Linked DNA regions of Gasterosteus aculeatus: region 2 is linked to region 1. Evidence: chromatin contacts called from public Hi-C data. All regions are on one chromosome and are shown on one strand. Each heading gives the region's core, a stretch centred on a gene start, on an enhancer-like site or on the middle of the called end of the contact. The rest is flanking DNA. Distances are from core to core; before and after follow the strand shown. Region 1 has its middle 12 kb from the start of LOC120810387. Region 2 overlaps LOC120810952 (forkhead box protein O6-like).

Region 1 (2,700 bases), core at 39-2,538:
CGTCTTCTTGCAGGATAAGGCACAGCCCCTCCTCCCCCCTCTCTCCCCCGTCTCCCCCTCTGCATCCCCCTCAGCCTCTTCTCTTTTCATCTCCTTCTCCTTCTGTCTCCCCCTATCCTCTCGTCTGCCTCTCCCCCCTCCCCTCGTTTTCACTCTTCTGCACTGACACGTTAGTCAAATCTGCCCATTATGCGCTTCGTTGGCCATGCATTGCTTTTTATATCGGGCATAAAGCAGTCAATGACACTGAAAAGAGAGAGCGCGGGGAAAGGACTCTCCGGGTTCTATTGAAAGTGAGCTTCTGAGAGTACGTGTCCTTCATCGGTGTCCCCGCGTGTCTTTCCGGTGCAGATGCAAGAGACAGAAGGCTTGTTGCGACGATGACACGAAGGAGAAGAGCTGTTGAGATCAACTGTAACTATGCATTTATTTTAGGTTTAGGGTTCAGATTCATATCTCACTTTCAGAAATACAAAAGCATTCTTTTTATTCAGTAAACAAGGCAACAGATGTGACAGACACCCTTCTGTCACACTGTCGCATTAGGTCTGAATACTCCACTTTAACGGCGAGCAGTTGGGCGCTACGGCTTTTAAATTCCATTCCAGGACGACAGCGGCCGAACTGCTGGAGCCGTGAAAGCAATTCTGGATCCTACAGTGTGCTGCAACTTTTAGAAAATAGAGGGCTATAGTTGCCTGTGATGGGAGTGAGCTGTGAAGACTATAATCAGTGTCAGCTCCCACAGCCGGACCTGACACCGCACACCGGGACGCAATATCTCTGCCTCTCCGCCTGCCCTCCTGCTCAATCTGTCTGTCGCTCTCCCGTCTCTCTGTCTCACACCCGGGAGACTGTCACTGGTGTTGAGTGTGTATCGCTCTCGCCAACGCGTGGATGGCAGCAGAGCTTGTGTCTGTCCATGTGACGGTGGATGTGATTCCCAGTGAAGTGTGTGTGTGTGTGTGTGTGTGTGTGTTTGTGTGTGCTTATGTGCATTCCTTGCCTTTTATCCGGGTGTAGCCTGGGAGCAATTCACGGCCTGTCAATCACTCTCTCGGACTGGCAGCGCGAGCGAGGAGGAGAGGAGGAGACGAGGAGACAAGGAGAGGAGGAGAGGAGGACGGGCCGGACAAAAGAAAGTGGACGGGAGACCGAGCAGCATGGAGAGGGATTATACCGACAATGGTGTGACGGAGAAGGAGCGTGAGAGGCTGAGGGCGAGCGCGAGCAAAGCCAAAGGGAGGCGTGGCCAATGCACGGAGGGGCACGGAGGCCGCGTGCTCCCCGGGGGTCAGGGGGGGGGGCAGCCCGCCGGGCGCAGTTGGCGTGCAGCTGGGCGCTCAGTCCCTCCCGGCGGGCTTGTGCGCTCGCGCTTTGCCTTCCCTCGGAGAGCAGAGGTCGAAGGGAAAGAGGCGTGCGTGCGTGCGTGTGCGTGTGTGCGGCTGCCGCCTCATCAAAAATGCCAAAGCTGCGGCGCCACATCCCGTATCTGTTTATGGACTCACTGGTCGGGCCGGCTGCTGCTGAAGGGGACCATTTGCAGTCACACTTGCATAATGATAATAATAGGGTGACTTGGAGTGGTTGTGTGGTTGTGTGTGTGTGTGTGTGTGTGTGTGTGTGTTGACCAATGTGTTTATGTGCATGGCTCCTCCCGTCTCCTCCTTGACTCATTCGTCCGTCCTCGTCCTCGCACACAATCAACCCCCCCCCCCCCTCACCCGCACACAGGCATGACCCCGTGTGCCCGCCACAAAGTGACGGCCGCGGCCATCTTTAACCACGCGCTGGACAAAAGGTGATGATTGCATCACACGCATCGTCGGTCTCCACCAAAACCAGCGCCCCGCCAGAACCCCTCATTAGTGCACATGCCACTTTGGGCGCGCTCGTTTTTTCTTCCTCCCCCTTTTTCTAATTTTACAGGGCTGGGATCATTTTACACCCAGCGTGTTTCTTTTCTGTGACCGCGGGGGGCGGTTTGGGCCCCGCAAAGTATTTTACAGCAGGGAGAAAAGGCGAGGCGGCGCGAGGCGGCGCGAGGCGGCGCGAGGCGGCGCGAGGCGGCGCGAGGCGGCGCGAGGCGGCGCGAGCCGGGCGGAGCCTCGGGTGTGCTCGGACGTCATATTACTGCTCCGCGGGAAGGAAAAGGTAATAGGAGAAAATGGAACAACACATGAGATGAAACACTGAAATGCGAGGAAATACAAAACCCGAAAATCAGAAATAAGTGAAAGAGAAAGGAAACAAAAGAGGTAAACTGAGGGGGGGGGGGGGGGTAGAAAGGGCCACATTCACAAAAGTGGATTTTCTCTGCCTTCCTTTGACGGGTTTTGAACCGGCAGCCTCGCAAAGATAGAAATGACTGATATCATCACGCTGTGGAAGGCGGTTCGTGCTACTGGTTTATTCATTATTACGCGTTATTATAACAGAGACATAGAGACAATCAAGTCGTGCAGGAGTTCATGGTTAAAATAAAGGATGAATCAGGGTTTTTTTCCCGGCCGTTGAGCGCAGGTTACTTGGCCCTCTTGGACCACCAGACTGTTTCAAAGGAGTTGATTTGGGGTTAAAGCCTTGAGTTTGTTTTAGTTGTGCCACATCGATTTGGGGCCGACTTGAAAACCACAGCGGAAGTGTCACATAATCTGATTTTAGCAACATTAGAAATGTAAATTAAGTGCAATCTGAAAG
Region 2 (2,700 bases), core at 6-2,505, 50 kb before region 1:
TTAATTGCAGGCAGGCTGCTCCACTCAGGCGGGCCGTAGTCACGCTGGGCCGACTCGCTCCGTCTTTTCCTCCACGGCGACAGGCCCTGCTCCACCCTGTTCTGCTCCGTCGCCAATACTCGGCCCTGTGGCGGCGGAGGCGGCCTACTCCACGCCGAGCGCCCGCGTTAACAGCGGCGATGCACGACAGACGGACGGGTGCCTCGCCTCTTCCTGATGAGACGTTTGAGCAGCCACGTGGAATGTTCGCTTTGGTTTCGCCCGAAACATCACGACGATGTCATTCCAACAGCTGATCAGCGAACCGGGATCTAGTTTGCGTGTCGTCACACAACGTGTGAACTTCTGATATCGGCATTAGTTGAATGCTGCTCCTTCAGTTTGCTGACAATTTAAACAGAGGAACCTTTTATTGATAAAACGTCCATTATTTGCAGCCCTTGTAGGTTAGATGATTTATGTTTCATTATGACTGAAGAACCAGTTTTATATTTGTAAATCAATCAGACATAATGTCGTACTATGCTGCACACTACACAAAGCCTGATGTGTTTCGCCGTGTTTATATGCTTTGTGATGTATTATAATGGCGAGTTTATCCTTGAAATAGCCTGTAGCGTATTATCATACTGATGACACCATAGAACGCGTGTTGCCGTGATTGATATCCGGCTTCAACAACACTCCTCTTCATGACCATTTGTCGGCTTATGTAATGCATCTTGTCTTCATAATTTACGCCGGCTGGCGGCTTCCCGTTCGCCCCCCCGTTCGCTGGAGCCCCGCCGACGGGGAGCATACGTAATGGGCCTGATCACGTCATACATGTATGTGAATATTTCAAATCAAGCCATCGCAGCTCGACGGCGCCTTCGGCAAACACCGCGGACGCCTCTTCCTCTTTGCTCTCGCCAGAAGATGGAGCGCGCCGCGAGCAGCGTTTTCTCTGCCGGGCCTCAAAAACTCACAAATCACGGTGCCCGTATTTCCTAATTCAATTTTTTCCCTCCGTCCGATCTCGCTTCCTGCATGCGGAGGGACTGATGGCCGCGTGCACGTGTGTAAATGTGTGTGTGTGTGTGTGTGTGTTTTCGTGTCGTCTGTCCCCGAGAAAGAGATGATTTACGGCGAGCTAAACGGTGTCTTTCGCGGCGCTCCATCTCCGGACGCTTCCCGGCAGCCGCGTGGCCCGGCGCCTCCCTCCTCTCTGCCTGTCCGTCAAGCCCCTGTCAGGACTCAAAGGATTGTGGGAAGGGGAAAGGGGAGCGTCTGAGGACCGTCCATCAGTTTACACTGGGTGATGGAGGGAGCCGGCTCACCAGGGGAAATGTAGTTAACGTTGACTGATGGCGGCGGGTGGATGGAACAAAAGGGAGGGCAGCGTGGAGGAGGCGGAGTTATGTGGATGCTTGTTATTCTAATGCCTAAGAGAGGAGGACGGGGGAGGGGGGGGGGGGGGGGGGGATGCTGCGGCGGGCGGATGGAGGTCCGTACAGGTCACCTGTACGCCCCCCCCCCACCCCCCCCCCCCACCCTGAGCAGTTCCGTTCTGAGAAGAGGAAACCAACTCAAAATGTTTTAAAAAGGGGAGCGATCCCTCGTGTGGTTCCGCGTGTGCGTTTGTCCGTGTAAAGCAACACATGTGTGAGCAAATCTGCGTGGGAGCCGGCATATGTGTGGGGAGCCTACAGGTTGGTGGGTTGTGAGGTGACTGTGAGACCAGATGGAGTTGTGGGGGAGGAGTGTTTTGTGTTTTTGAGGGGGGGGGATCGCCGGGGGGGGGATCCTGTCCTCCTGCACCCCGTCCTCCCGGACCCCGTCACCCTGGACCCCGTCCTCCTGCATCCTGTCCTCCTGCACCCCGTACTTCTGCACCCCGTCACCCCGTCCTCCTGCACCCCGTCCTCCTGCACCCCGTCCTCCTGCACCCCGTCCTCCCGCACCCCGTCACCCCGGCACCCCGTCCTCCTGCACCCTGTCCTCCCGGACCCCGTCCTCCTGCACCCTGTCCTCCTGCACCCCGTCCTCCTGCACCCCGTCCTCCTGCACCCCGTCCTCCCGGACCCCGTCACCCCGGACCCCGTCCTCCTGCATCCTGTCCTCCTGCACCCCGTACTTCTGCACCCCGTCACCCCGTCCTCCTGCACCCCGTCCTCCCGGACCCCGTCACCCCGTCCTCCTGCACCCTGTCCTCCTGCACCCTGTCCTCCCGGACCTCGTCCTCCTGCACCCTGTCCTCCTGCACCCCGTCCTCCTGCACCCCGTCCTCCTGCACCCCGTCACCCCGTCCTCCTGCACCCTGTCCTCCTGCACCCCGTCCTCCTGCACCCCGTCCTCCTGGACCCCGTCACCCCGTCCTCCTGCACCCTGTCCTCCTGCACCCCGTTTCTCCTGAGATTCGTCTCTCTGCGCCGAGAACCTTTTTCTGTCTCCTCTGTCTCGCTGCCTCTTTTCTTCCCGCAGCCTTCTCTTCTTCTCTTCTTCTCTTCTTCCCGTCAGTCACTCACGGCTTCACTTGTTCTCTTTCACACTCTCAGTCCTCCCCACAAAGTAGCCTTTTTATCGCTCATTTCCCTCCCTCGATCATTTCATTTCTCCTGCTCCTTTCATGTGCTTTTGAAAACCCCTTTTCATCTTTAGCTTTCTCTCCCTTTCGTCTGCTCTCTCACACACACACACACACACACACACACACACACA

What was found. Hi-C and Micro-C count contacts between places; a contact is called where the count stands out from the background.
Region 2: a contact with region 1 is called in a Hi-C map of blood and trunk muscle, with 2.3 times the contacts expected there. The contact joins two enhancer-like sites. A contact is called at or near these places in 6 of 6 Hi-C or Micro-C datasets (blood and trunk muscle, liver, skeletal muscle and 2 more).

What each region holds. Positions count from the first base shown.
Region 1 is chr20:2,161,894-2,164,593 of fGasAcu3.hap1.1, reverse strand. No RefSeq gene overlaps it. Among protein-coding and RNA genes, the nearest start is that of LOC120810387, 12 kb to the right of the region's middle. Within about 2 kb of position 1,288, at least 1 of the 9 cell types and tissues checked has open chromatin away from gene starts, as enhancers often do.
Region 2 is chr20:2,211,841-2,214,540 of fGasAcu3.hap1.1, reverse strand. All of the region lies in intron 1 of LOC120810952 (forkhead box protein O6-like), which reads left to right. Among protein-coding and RNA genes, the nearest start is that of LOC120810952, 9.0 kb to the left of the region's middle. Within about 2 kb of position 1,255, at least 1 of the 9 cell types and tissues checked has open chromatin away from gene starts, as enhancers often do.